Regions from separate parts of the Mus musculus genome. Here regions 1 and 3 are each linked to region 2. Evidence: chromatin contacts called from public HiChIP or PLAC-seq data. All regions are on one chromosome and are shown on one strand. Each heading gives the region's core, a stretch centred on a gene start, on an enhancer-like site or on the middle of the called end of the contact. The rest is flanking DNA. Distances are from core to core; before and after follow the strand shown. Region 1 has its middle 58 kb from the start of Gm32849. Region 2 overlaps Gm32263 (a long non-coding RNA gene). Region 3 has its middle 78 kb from the start of Gm32849.

The links. HiChIP or PLAC-seq counts read pairs in DNA pulled down with a chosen protein or histone mark.
Region 1: an H3K27ac HiChIP or PLAC-seq map of microglia shows a contact between it and region 2, with 5 times the contacts expected there. The contact joins two enhancer-like sites. A contact is called at or near these places in 2 of 15 datasets of contacts at CTCF or cohesin (large pre-B cells and pro-B cells) and 4 of 115 datasets of contacts at active chromatin or transcription factors (bone marrow-derived macrophages, large pre-B cells, microglia and 1 more).
Region 3: a contact with region 2 is called in an H3K27ac HiChIP or PLAC-seq map of microglia, with 3 times the contacts expected there. The contact joins two enhancer-like sites. A contact is called at or near these places in 1 of 39 promoter capture datasets (embryonic stem cells), 1 of 15 datasets of contacts at CTCF or cohesin (large pre-B cells), 6 of 484 Hi-C or Micro-C datasets (cerebellar granule neurons, cerebral cortex, cortical neurons and 3 more), 6 of 115 datasets of contacts at active chromatin or transcription factors (the 230-238 cell line, bone marrow-derived macrophages, embryonic hindbrain and 3 more) and 1 of 9 other capture datasets (liver).

The regions. Positions count from the first base shown.
Region 1 is chr7:48,981,525-48,985,861 of GRCm38.p6, forward strand. It overlaps a transcript of Nav2 not described here. Among named protein-coding and RNA genes, the nearest start is that of Gm32849, 58 kb to the right of the region's middle. Within about 2 kb of position 2,252, at least 8 of the 459 cell types and tissues checked have an H3K27ac peak or open chromatin away from gene starts, as enhancers often do. A contact at or near this core is called in microglia, where this site is marked.
Region 2 is chr7:48,756,562-48,760,943 of GRCm38.p6, forward strand. Gm32263 (a long non-coding RNA gene) reads right to left here. Exons shown (of 3, transcript XR_391444.2): 2 at 1,677-1,801. Among named protein-coding and RNA genes, the nearest start is that of Gm32263, 9.6 kb to the right of the region's middle. Within about 2 kb of position 1,715, at least 8 of the 459 cell types and tissues checked have an H3K27ac peak or open chromatin away from gene starts, as enhancers often do. A contact at or near this core is called in microglia, where this site is marked.
Region 3 is chr7:48,960,925-48,964,977 of GRCm38.p6, forward strand. It overlaps a transcript of Nav2 not described here. Among named protein-coding and RNA genes, the nearest start is that of Gm32849, 78 kb to the right of the region's middle. Within about 2 kb of position 2,322, at least 9 of the 459 cell types and tissues checked have an H3K27ac peak or open chromatin away from gene starts, as enhancers often do. A contact at or near this core is called in microglia, where this site is marked.

The DNA of each region.
Region 1 (4,337 bases), core at 1,002-3,501, 230 kb after region 2:
AAGCATTTCAGAGGAGTGAGGCAGAGAATGCCCTGCAAGAGCTAAATGGCATGGAACTTCAGTTGAAACCCAGACATCTCCTTACAAGCAGATCCGCATGCTTTCCAGCCTCAATTAGCTCACCCGATAAAGCAAGGGACTATAGCTGTGATGCCAACTGAGAGCCCCAGAGAGAACCCTGAAAATGGACCAGAGAGAGGAGAGATGAGGATAAGAGAAACCCTACCCCTTTCCTCCTCACTGTGACTAGACAAGTAGCTGAGGCTGCGAGCCGCACTCCAGCATCAGCTGAGATGTCTCTCCTGTGCTTGGGAGTGCTCTTCACTTTGCCTGGGGACTGTGCAGGGCATCAGCCCTTTGATCCAAAGATCTTTAAATTCACGGTCATCATCCTATAGACAAAGCACTGTTGTTTCTGGAGTCATTGAACCCAGACCTGGCCCTCCATCCAAAGCACACAGGACCTTTGTGTGGCCCCTCCACACTACTGAACCACTCTTCCTTCTGCCAGGAATCCCATTTACCATCTGCTGGCCTGTTCACCTTCCCGAGTTGACCTCTGTGGTGGCACTTGTCACATGGCAGTGTGACAATGAGCTTGTCAAGGTTTCAGGCTAAGTCTTAATCATTTTTGTGTTTCTATGGTCACGTCTGGCACACTGTGAGTTCTCCAAGAGGTCTTCACCAGAGAATAAAAGAATATACAAGCAAACATAAAGGGCCTAAGATGCTTATGACAGTGGCCTTTCCAAAGAGGCTGCTACCAGCTCTGTTAACAGGACAGCAGAGCCCACCCATGGCTTTTAGAAATCTTTGCCTTCTACTGCTATGGTCTCACTTTCTTGAGAGTCCACATAGCAGCCAGCACCATTCCAGCTATGTGTCTATCCTTGATGGCATTAGGAAGTCTTCCTCTGTCACACCCGCAGAGTCTGAGATTGGAGGGTCTGTATGAAGTACAACTTTTGCCATTTTCTTGGCTCTGTCCTTGTCTAACATCCTTATAGAGTCTAAGACCCCTGAGATGCTTTAATGAAGACATCACTGCATCGCCCCCAGAGCCCTGAATAAATGACCCCAGTGTGTGTTCATTCATTCACTCATGCATTCATTCAGCCCGGTTCCCTTCCATTAGGGCCCATAATCACAAAGTGACTGTCTACAACTTTATCACTCTCGTGGCTCCAGTGTCACTCTGAGCAGGCAATTAGATTTTCCCAGAGGCCATATTTGGGGGTCAAGAGGGCAGGCTGATGGAGCATTGACAAGTGCTCAGATGCCGGCTTTAAAATACACAGCAGAATCCTAAAGTAATAGACCGCCACTCCATACACACATGGGTCCCCAATATCCGGTGGCAGCTTTAGCGATATGGCTGCTCTCTTTTTCCCCCCTTAGGCAGAGAACAGCTGGTTAGACCAAAAGGCTCCCCAGGAGTCACAGTCCCAAGCATGGCAGTCATACTAATTTGTTCATGTGTAGAAGAAAAACAAAAAACCCAAGCTTTCTCCATTCTCCCTGATGAGTATTGGATGGATAAAATAAGGAAAAATGGTGGAACAGTGAGAGGATCCAAGCTCCCTTGTACCTCAGCAGGACTGTGAGAAGGTAGAACTGGGTCTAAATGCCCCCAAGAAGCCCTTCAACTCCAAGAGTCTGTTTTTCATCCATTTGCTACCCAAGGCTGTGGTATTAGTCCTTTCCCCCTGGTAAGACTGCTAAAGAGAATTGGATAAAGTCATGTCTGTGAAGATGGAAAGTTCACCAGTCCCTATTACACACTGGATGCGGGTACACTTCCTGTTGTGTAAACACGGGACTGTGTTGCAGGGAACCGACATACTTTGCACAAAGTCCCAGCTAATGCATTGCATGAATGGATTGTCTAGCTCGAGAGTCCAAACTTCTCATTAGTCTCACTAATACTTTTAGTTTTAGCTGTGTGGCATCAGGCAGGCCCCTCTCCTCTCTGACATTTAGTGAAACTAGCTGAACTTGAGAACTGGGGCCTGGAGTTTTGCTAACGTCCCTTTTGCCACCAACTTCCTGGATCCACCATGGATCCACAAACACATTACAAAGCTCACTTCCTCAATCTTGGAAGTTCTTGAGAAGGAAAGGGTAGGACCATTTGCAGACTGAAGCTAAGAAAGTGTGGTGGAGGGGCGAGCAGACTGAAACACGGGCCTGAGCATCGGAGCTGAACCTCAGAAGTGGATGCTGTAACACAAAGGCAGTTAGCAGGCTCCTTGGTGGGTTCAGCAGGATGCAATTATAGTTCTTAAGAGAGAGAAAAAAAGGCTAGCATATGTTTTTGAGCAAACTCAACAGATGCTGGGATCTCGTGTCTGTATTCTTCAGGGAGAGCTCCATGACTGATTTGTCTGCAGCACCTTTGTACAGCACATTGAACAACTCATTGCAAATCAATTCCTAGGGTACCGTTTAATGAAACTTTTCATCGGTGATTCAGATTATTAATCTAAAAACCCTTATAAAATGACCACAACTTTATCTCTGCCTGCTCTACGCTGTTGGATAACCAAGATAGATTGTTCTCTCTGTATTTAAGGCTTAATGCAATTGTCTTCAGAAAGAACCTCTTGGCCAGGCCCCACCATGGGAATTGAGGGTCTGATGCTCTGTGGTTTGTTTGTGGCACAATATTCTTTGCAAAGTTTATAACTTTCTTGAAGATTTTCTTTGAGCTGTGTGATGTAGAGATAGCTTACAGAAGGTTCCCTGCCATCTAATACATACTGATGTAGAGAATCAAGGACTGATTGAGGCAGTTCAGGGTTTTTTTTTTTTTTTTTTTTTTTTTTCTCTAAGCATTGTCTGTTCTGGAATAGTATCTGGGAATCCAGGTTCTTTTCAGACTATTGAGACACCAGGAAGTCAAAAATAACAAGTCTAATTTTCTTTGGCAGACACCAGGCATCTCTCCTTGCTGGAGCTCCAACTAGTCTGAAAAACTTCCAGGTGAATCTACAGAACCAAGTGGCTTTTATTCCTAAGACCACGAGCAGGCTTCTGGGTTTGTGTCCCTGCACTGGGTACCTCCGAGGCATAAGATTTCCATAATAATGAACAGTTGAGGGTTGCGGAAGATAGAAGCAGCAGATGTGTTGGATTTGGGAGGAGCATCAGCCTTCAGGTTATGCCCAATGGCTCATACCCTTCCATGATTTCATAGCCATCGATCTCCCCTCTCCCCAACTTGTTCTCTGATTGGCCTGCCGCCCACAACCCATAATTGCTCCAAGTCACCTCTTGACCTTTCCCTTGCTGAGCCTGATTAATAACACACTGGACACATTTCCTTGTTGCATCAAAATCCAATTTGGCCCAAACGGGTGAAAGAATGGGTAATGAGGACCACATAAGATCTTTATGCTGGATAAGTCCTTCCTCTAGCTGGCCTGGGGAGATGGAGGTGGGAGAAAAGGCCATGATGTAACCTTTGTTCAGCAAGTTTCCCTCCAGCTCCACAGCAGAGTCTGATTCTAATGACCTGTAGTCAGTTACCGTGCAGGTGAGAGCGTCACCCAATGCCTGGAGACTAAGCAGTAAGAATCCCATTGTGTGTGGCTTTTCTGGTAAGTGTTTGCCCAGACAAAGGTTTACGCTAAATATTTTGGATCATAATTATGGTGTAAGGTTGGGATATTTAGGAAGGAAAAGAGGAGAGAAAAATGGAAGGAAGGAAGGAAGGGAGGGAGGGAGGGAGGGAGGGAGGGAGGGAGGGAGGGAGGAAGGAAGGAAGGAAGGAAGGAAGGAAGGAAGGAAGGAAGGAAGGAAGGAAGGAAGGAAGGAAGGGCAGAAAGGCAAGGAGGAAAGAGACTAGTTGTCTCTTTTCTGTTTGTGTCCTAAAATGGTTTGGACATATGCAAAACAAGAACTGGACAGATAAGCTTGGAGTTGCCCAACCACAGAGAACATGGTGCCTATGTTTGGTGGCTCCTTGTTGTACAGAGATTCCTTTGTAGTTGCTCCGAGGGTCGGCTTTGCTGGCAGTCCACACACCAGGAGGTACAGCTGATGAGCTTGTGCAACAGTCACCGGGCAGGCTGTCCTTGGGGTCTTGGGAGGCCTCCATGATGTCCTGGGAAATGTGTGTTTCCTTGGCTGGTTTCTCCGAGTTGCCCTTCACCTCATACTTACATCATGCGAGGCTGAGGATCCTTTGAGACCTTTTAGTACAGGCTCTCACTTTACAGGAAAGAAAACTAGGAGTTTCAGATAGCAAGGGGTTTGATCCACGACACAGAGCAAGTTGGCCTCTGTCATCTTTGCTATTATTAGAAAATAATTTCAGGAAAAGAGAATTATAGTAA
Region 2 (4,382 bases), core at 465-2,964:
ATTTCTATGAGGATACTAGGAACTGGATTTAGTTCCTTATGCCTGTACAACAAGAATTTTAGCAACAAAGCTACCTCTCAAACTCTGATCTAGATTTTGTTTTTTAATGATTTTTTTTTGATTTTCTATGTATGAATGTTTCGCTTGCATATATGTATATCACTATATGTGTTCTTGGTGTCTCCGGAATCCAGAAGAGGGCACCAGATCCCTGGACTTAGAGTTACAGAGGGCTGTAAGTTGCTGTGCCATAACTGGAGATTGAACCTAGGTCTTCTGAAAAAGTAGAAAGTGCTCTTAGTCACCAAACCCTTTCTCTAGGTTCTGATCTAAAATTCTTCAATCTAAAGCTAATGATGGGGACTCACAGCCCCTCTTGGGAGAGTCTTTTAACTTCTTTCATCAAAACAGACCGTCAGAATAATTAAATAATGATGACATCCTCATAGGCCAATACCATACCTTATCTCCCAGTTTTCCCCAGCAGATAACCCCTGTGAGGTTCTAGTTGGATGACAATCAAATGCCTGTCTCACTTCACAAGAGAGAGCAGTATGACATATGACCCAGGTCCAAGCCCTGCCTCCCTCTCAGCTGCATGGTCTTGGACAAGTTCACTAATCAACCTGAACCTGAGTTTGAACAGTTGACCTTGGGGAAAGCTGGGGATAGCTGAAAGAAATCACAGCCCTGGAGAGCCTAGCACAATGTTTGACTCATGACAGATGTTCACTACGCATGGAGTGGCCATGAAAAAAATAGCAATGGGTTAATCTCAGAGAAGCCCACACTCAGAACAGCGTAGAGTGAGCAAGTAGGTCCCAGGCAGCCTTCCCTTTACAGCACTCCTCAGCTCCTCATGGCAGCCCAGGGAAGCTGTTATTATTATTGGAGTGTGGCACCAGAAACTGACTGGCTAACTACCATCTTTCACACATATCAGAGCTAGGACATGGGCTCCATTCTGGAGACTTTCAGGTAAGACTCTTTGGTGCCACCAAAAGATCATGTTGGCAAGGACTGAAGAGGATGTGGTGACACAAACCTCTGAACTCAGATGACCTAGGCCTGAACCTCCAGAGATGCAGCCCTGCAATGCCTGGTATGTAGCTTGAAACTATCACATCTCCTCTCAGGGACCCAGTGGCTTCATCTGCCATTCAAATATGTTGCCCAGACAACAACCCCTAAGTCCTGTCTCAGTTCTGACCTGCTGACATGCTTCTCAGATTTCAGAAGGAACCAGAGGACTCCATCTTTGAAGCCGGCAGACCCCAAATCTCAAATCAGTCTTCTTGCTCGAACCCATGTTTTTCTGCATGAATTCAAGATTTGCCAGGCAAAAGCTCTGTAATTATCCTGCAGGGACCAGCCTGGCTAATAATTACCCCTATTATTTTTAATTGTATTTTACAAGGTGCCTTTCATCTAAGATCTCAAAGGACTTCTCAAACATTCATTAGTCAGGCCCCACCCTTCTCTGTGTGGATGTGAAAGGCAGAGGCTGATTTTTTTTTAATGCCAGAAATAAGGAGTTGGGTAAGGAAGGTGGCTGCAGTCCCTGAATTTTTCTTTCCTTGGCATTCAAAGAAAAGAATTGACCTACACCTGGAAGTGTTCACCTTCTGAGCTAGTTCATGGACTGTCAGGAGGAGGGACTGGATGGGGAAGCATACCTCCTTGCTAGTCAGCTATATAGGAGACAGTGGTTTAGCCTGGCTCCCCACAACAGTTTCACTTCACCTTAGTCCTCGGCTGGACTTTGAGCTGGTCTCCAACAGACAGACCTGAGGCTGGTAACCTGAAAGACACAAGTGAGCAAAAGAAGCTAGCCTCCACATCCCAGAGGGGCTTAAGATCACTAGAGGGCTGTGCAGTGAACACAGGGGAGAGAGCTGTAAACATGCAAATAGCAAATGGGCAGCAGATAGAAAGCTGTCCAAGGAAAGGACATGTAAGGGTTGTTCCTGCCCAGCGTCCAGCCCTTTCTTTTCTTTTCTGCCAGTCACCCTGCACTCAAGCTTGGTCCCTGAGCGTCATTGTGCATGAAATTTTCTCTATACTTTGTGAGTATATTAGTAAGGACCACAAGTCCAACCAATCAGCACCCAACCCCTCCTAACCACAATATTTGTTTGCAAGTGGCACAGGCTGGGCCATTAAGAAGCCTCTTGAAGAATTTTCGGGAACTCCTAAGGGGGGAAAAAACTATCTTTATTTTGAGGTTACCAAGCTAGAAGGGTACAAACACGGAACCTCTTCGGCCACTGGATGGGATAGCCTAAAGATAATGAAAGCAGAACTTCAGGGTAGTAGGGGGCTTCTTGCAAACTAGTGCTAATTTTGTAGCTGTTACTTGATTAACACATTTCCTTTTCATCCATTCACAAACCACTTTAATGTAAGTTTCTTTTATGCCTAACAGTGGAATAAAGCTATGGGATGGATCCTGGGTCTGCTAGAGCATTGCCCGGCTTCTTCCTAATGATCTTCCTCATCCATCATCCATTCAACCATGCATCCATTCGAGATAACACATTCAGTGTATATAAAAGTTCAAGGCACATTGTTGAATGAATAGATGACTAATGTGCCATGACAGATTCAGTGACAAAGATCAGTCACCTCAATAATCCTATGTGGATATTCGATGATAAATTGCAAGGCAAATTATGAACTGAGAACTTGGAGCTGAGTCGGGATCAGCTCTGCCACCAGGATGTCAGCTGCACTTAGTCAGACTTAAGCCTTTCTTTACCAAGCATGACCCTCTCATACTGTAGCCCAAACAGGAGGGTCTGGGTGTCATTGGCAGGCATGTGGTTTTCCTGTTGGGGCTGGTGCTGACACTGTGACTCTCTGGTGACATGGGTGAGACTTGACAAGGACCTGTCTTTCTCCTTGTACTGGGGTGATTTACATTAAACATGGACCTGCCTGGGAGGCACAGAGGTGAGGTGAGTGTTAATTCCTTCACGATGGCTCTGCAATACCCAAGAACCAGAAACATACCAGTCACCCTGTTCATATTCTTGCTTTTCAAAGGAAATTTGCAACCCACAGAGATGATGGGTTGTACCTAAGATCACATAAGAATTACAAGACAATGATCTGAAGCCCTATGACCCCACATAAGGCGCTCCACATATGTCACTCCTTCCTAGGGCTGCCATACAAAACAAGTGGTGTCTTGTCTCAAAAGGCCCATCTTCTCTCACCAGTTACTAGTGAAGTTGATGAGCACATGCTGAGAGTACTGGTCTACCTCACTGTTTATGTTGTCTACCATCATCTCCTTGTAAGCTCTGTGCCCCGATGACAAGGTGGTCGCAGAATTTTAAGGAAACTTAAAAGCAACTTTGTCCAACCCCTGACTGATGGCTGTGTTCCGTATGCATGTCACAGAACACTTTTGTCAGATTTTCAGCTAAAAGAGACTGGCAGGGACGAGAAGCTGTGGCCTTGCTTCTCTCACCTTCTTGATCTCTGGAGGACATAAATACGATCACCCTCCCTCAATAAAATCCCCAGCCTTTTCCCCCCTGCTTCCTTCCTCTTAGCTAATAAATATAGAAACTACTTAAAATAATTATGCTACTAGAGTTTTTCTTTTATTCTACCACATGTGTAGCAAGCTTCTTACACTATATTCTGACACCGAATTTCTTGAAAGATCCATCTGTGCCAGATTTCCACATAGGATATACCCACCTTTAGCCTTGAGTAGGATAACTTCTCAGATCACATAGATTAATAATGAAGTCTGGGATCTTTGCTAAGCCAGAAACTTTTTTATTCTTCAGTACTGAGTATTTGCTTTTGTTTCTATAGCTTATTTGCTTTTAGTTTCTCCCATACCCTCACCCCCACCTCCCAAAACCCTGTATGTGCATTGGTCTTTTCATTAAACTCTTACTTAAGCATAGGTACTGTGCCAAAAACTGGAGATGCAGATGTGAATCACATGTCATTTTCAAGCTTAGAGAGCTTACGGTTGGTTGACATAGACAAGTAAGTTCATCCCAACACCATGGGGTGCTAAGTGTTGGGCCACAAATGCAAAGAAAACACAGAACAGAGAGACAAAAACAACCTTGGCTATCCTCAGATCTAGTTCTCCCATTGTACAGAAGAGGGAACTAAGGCACACAGAAAGTCAGTTTCCCTGACCTACAAAGAGTGAGAGCATGAGCTCTCTTCAGATACATTCATCTGAGAATAGTCTAAGATGACTTTTCTTGTGCTTTAAAAATAACACACAACACACAAACACACACACACTTGGTGGTTAGGAGAGGGGTTGCTCTGGGGTACAAATACATTTGACTCAGCTCATTATGCAACTGAAAGTCTGTCTTCCTTCCAGATAGCCCAACAACACA
Region 3 (4,053 bases), core at 1,072-3,571, 200 kb after region 2:
CTTTAGCATCTCGGCAGAAGTGAGTCCAGACTGGAAGCCTTAGACTGTTTAGCACTGGAATCCCATTGGCCATTCACTGGGACTGGGGCTTCCTACAGTAAAGGACCTCAGTAGTACTCTGAGGGAATCTCTTTCTTAGAAACTAGACCCTGCCTTGTACCTACCTGGTGGGTTGAACCTGAAAAATAGTCCTCTATACCCCTATTTCGATTGTTCAAAAGGAAGAAGTAGGGCTAGGTGTGTAATGGGAAACTGAAGCTCTACAGAGTCTATTTTGGGTCCAGTGTTTGAATTACCTGCAATATGACTAGGCTTGTCTTCTGGACTTCTGGATCATGGAGCTTGCCCACAAGGCTCCCTAGCTTACTTGTTGGTACCTCCTGGTCCAGGCTTCTCCTCCTGTGTGTCCTTCCCACCTTCTACCTCCACTACGCACCTTGCAGAGGCTGACTGGCTAATGCCTGGCTGACTCAGTGGCACAGAGGTACGAGTGCTGAACAGCTACATTTCAGGATCAATCCAACAGGCGCATTCACTTTCTAACGAGCCAATTAACGTTCTCTCAGTCCTGCCTCCTCCTTACCTCCACCCTCAAGCGCACTGAAACTTCTGGAGACTTCCCTGTCAGAGCCCGAATCGGACGTGGCACTGACAGCAGCATCTCCATGAGTGCTCTGCGCCCTGGCACAGGAAGGCAGTGGCCCCCAGAACTGGTGCAGACTGTCTTCTAGAGAAAACAAAAGGCTTGCAGGAGGTGTGGCACATCTTCCCACTCCCCGCTGGCAGGGAAGATACTTCTGTGGTGACAGCGTCTGTCCCCCATGTGCTTTCAGGGTGTATGCTTCTGTAGGTGTGATGGGATGTGACAGGGTCTCACCCGGGGGAGGGCTGGCTCAAGCCTGGTGGAGGGGCCAGAGCTGTTCTCAAACACAGAGGCCAGGGCTAGAGGAGATCCTTCTAGGCTCTGGGCTTTTTTTTTTTTCCTTCCCTTTCTTTCTTCTTTCTATTATTATTCATGAGCACAGCCAGGAGCTGTAAGTGTAGACTCGGAACTAGACAAATGGCATCGAGCTTTCCAGAGCAGTTTTGACATAGGTGAAAATTTTCAAGCCAGACTTAAGTTCAGATTCCAAGCACATGGCTTCTTAGCTGTCTTTTGTTTTAGGGAAGTTGCCTGGCTGCTCTTGTGCACTCTTTAGCATGAGGCAAGCTGACTGGCACATGACAAAGGGATTTGTTGAATACATGGATATGTGTGTCAGTAGATAGCATAGAAGAGGCATAGAAGGCATTCGACGACCTTAGCAGGTCACATACTAAACAAACATTTTTCTTTAGTTATTAGCATCACCTGCACTTTGTAGATGAGAGAGCTGGGGCTCAGAGATGTTAAGATACTTGATGAAAGTCACACAGTGAGGCAGTTGCAGAGACTCAAACTCTGCTACATCTGCCTGAATCTTCTATTTAGGTCTCAGCTGGACATCTGGATAAGGTACTACTTAGGGGGAAGTTTGTTAATTTCTTCAGATTGTGCTCTGGAACTAAGGCTCGGAGGCTTGCCTTTGCTAGAAATCTCTTGGAGGGGCAATGTTCAGGGTGCTAGTGGGCACAAGGGTGCCTAGCTATTTCCTGGGTCCACGAAGAACGTCTGAAATCTTGCTCTGGGGAAGTCTTTTCTGGACTTTCTGCTCATCAATTCTTAACCCACATCAGAAGGGGCAGTGTGACTGTCTGAACTCTGTGCTGGTCACACTTGTCAGGGGTGAACCTGAAAAGCCATACTTCCTTCCAAAGCATCTCTCCCACTCCAGGCTTTCTGTTCTTGTGACAGCTGTTAGTTAAAAACTCTTATCTCTGCCTTTCAACCTGATTTGCCACTGAGCTGCATGGAAGCGTAACAGAGTTTGATGACAAGGGGTGACTTCTGCCTCATTTCAAAACGGCTGCCGGTCAGGACGGCTACAAGGAAGGATCTGGGGGCTTCTGTCTTAGGCTCACTCTGGCTGGATCTGACCACAGCTCTTCCAGAGGCAGGCACTGACTGAATTGAAATTGTTTGGTAAGAAATGTTGGTGGGGAAACTTTTGAGTTAAAGCTCTCCAGCTCCACCCTGCCCACCCCACCTGCCTCTTCAGCCTTTGTCTCTGTGGTGCTGATGTTGCAAGGAGAGATATTTGAGACTGTTAACGGAAGCATCCTTATGATGCTTTTCAGACCTGACTCCACCTCTCAAACCACCCAGGGAAGGATGCACCCAGTGAGAATGTTCTGAGCACAGGTGCTCTTCTTCTCTCCCCCTTCGGTGGCTCTCAGAGCCTCTGTGACGTCAGGCAGGAGGTGACTAGTGTCTACTCTGCCTGCTGGTTCTAGCAGGGAATGCAGCTAGTTCCGAGGCAGTTGCTTTCCAGAGAGATGTCTGTCAGATTGATACTGCACTTTCCCCTCCTTGTGGCCAGGGAGTCTCACCTGCCACACACCATCTCCTACAGCCGAAGGGATGTGTGTGTGGGTGGGGGTGGGGGGTAGGGGGGATGTTGTTGCTTCTGGCCTCAGGAATCATTTCCTCTTTCTTGCCATCCCATTGCTGCTGTGACGGTGAACCCTACAAGGGTTTGAAAGATAACTCCTTTCCAGTACTGCCCAGCTTTTTCAAGAACAGGAGAAGTGGGGGGAGTCCATGAGCTCTGCCCCCCACCCCACCCCAGCCAGGTTGCTCACCCATGGATGTAATCAGTGTTGGGTTCAGAGAAAGACTGCTGGCTGTTGCTGGGTCCAGGCCTTGCTGTGTGGCTCCAGATGGCAAGCAAGACAGCTCAAACATCACACTTCACCACAGGCAAATCTGACCATTGAGCATTTTTTTTCCCCAGGTCTGGGTCTCTCTGCATGAAGGAAGATGACAGCCGGGAGGGGAGCTGCCACGGAGACAAGCACTCACAGGAGCTGTGAGGAGCGGCTGGCAGAGAGGCGTTTGTGGTGATTTATAGGAGCCAAGGGCTGTGGAGAGGGATGTGGATGCTATCAGCTCGGTGGATTAAATGCCCATTTACATTGTTATTGATATATAAATTATCCGTACCAAGCAGACAGTGAGGAAAAGGATTCCTTGGGCAGGAATGGGGCACACACCCCAGGATATGGACTCTTCTTTGCCCAAATATATCCATGGGGCTCGTGTAAAGTGAGTTGCTACCCTGAAGTTGAAACCCTGGGCCTCATCCTCAACATGTCAGCGACAGCCTCCTTCATCCCCAAGGCATCCGTGGCTAGCCAGGTTCCCAGTTGGCTTTCAAGACGATGGCAAGACCTCTGAAGAGATAGCACGATCTCCTTTCTGGTGGGACCTCCTCGGGTGGTGTGCACAGGTCGCCGTTGTGTGGGGCACTTGGTTCTGCTGTGGATTTAAACTATCACGGAGGAAGATTTTATGTCTGGGAAATGGAATCGATTTCTGAGTCAAGTCAACAGCAGAGGAGAAAGCCAGTCACTCACGGCCTGGAAGATCAAAAGAGGGTAAGTGGTGGAGCTTGGTGTAGTGTTTGCTGCCTGGAGCTGGAACTGTTTTATGGAGTAAGAGCTGGGTGGTCCAGAGAACGGTGTTCACGGACCGGACCTGTCTGTGTTTCTCTGCTGAGGAGGAGGTGTGGTGGCTCCTGACTTCTGTGTCCTAGTGCTATGCTTTCTGCTTTGGATTGTTGGCGGTTAACACTTGAGATAAATGAAAGGAAGGAATATGTTACTGCCAGGACCGAAGAAGGCAAAGGTTTATAAACAGTTTACAGAAGCAAACCAAAGTTCTGGTATCCTCAAAGCCAAACTGGGGTCCTTTGCACTTCAGTCGCTCTGGGCAGTGTGCACATTTAGTCTTTCTGGGCAATGGTGTTTCCGGCTAAGCTGGTTTTGTTTAAGGAATTTTCTGTGTTGTCTGCTGGCTCTTGTGTATATAGATTAAAAAAAAAATGCACCCCGTGGACTCTCTTGTCATTTGAAGTGGCCCATTGAGTGCAGGCCACTGGCTGTGATTGATCTGAAAGCCTCATTCACCCAGGA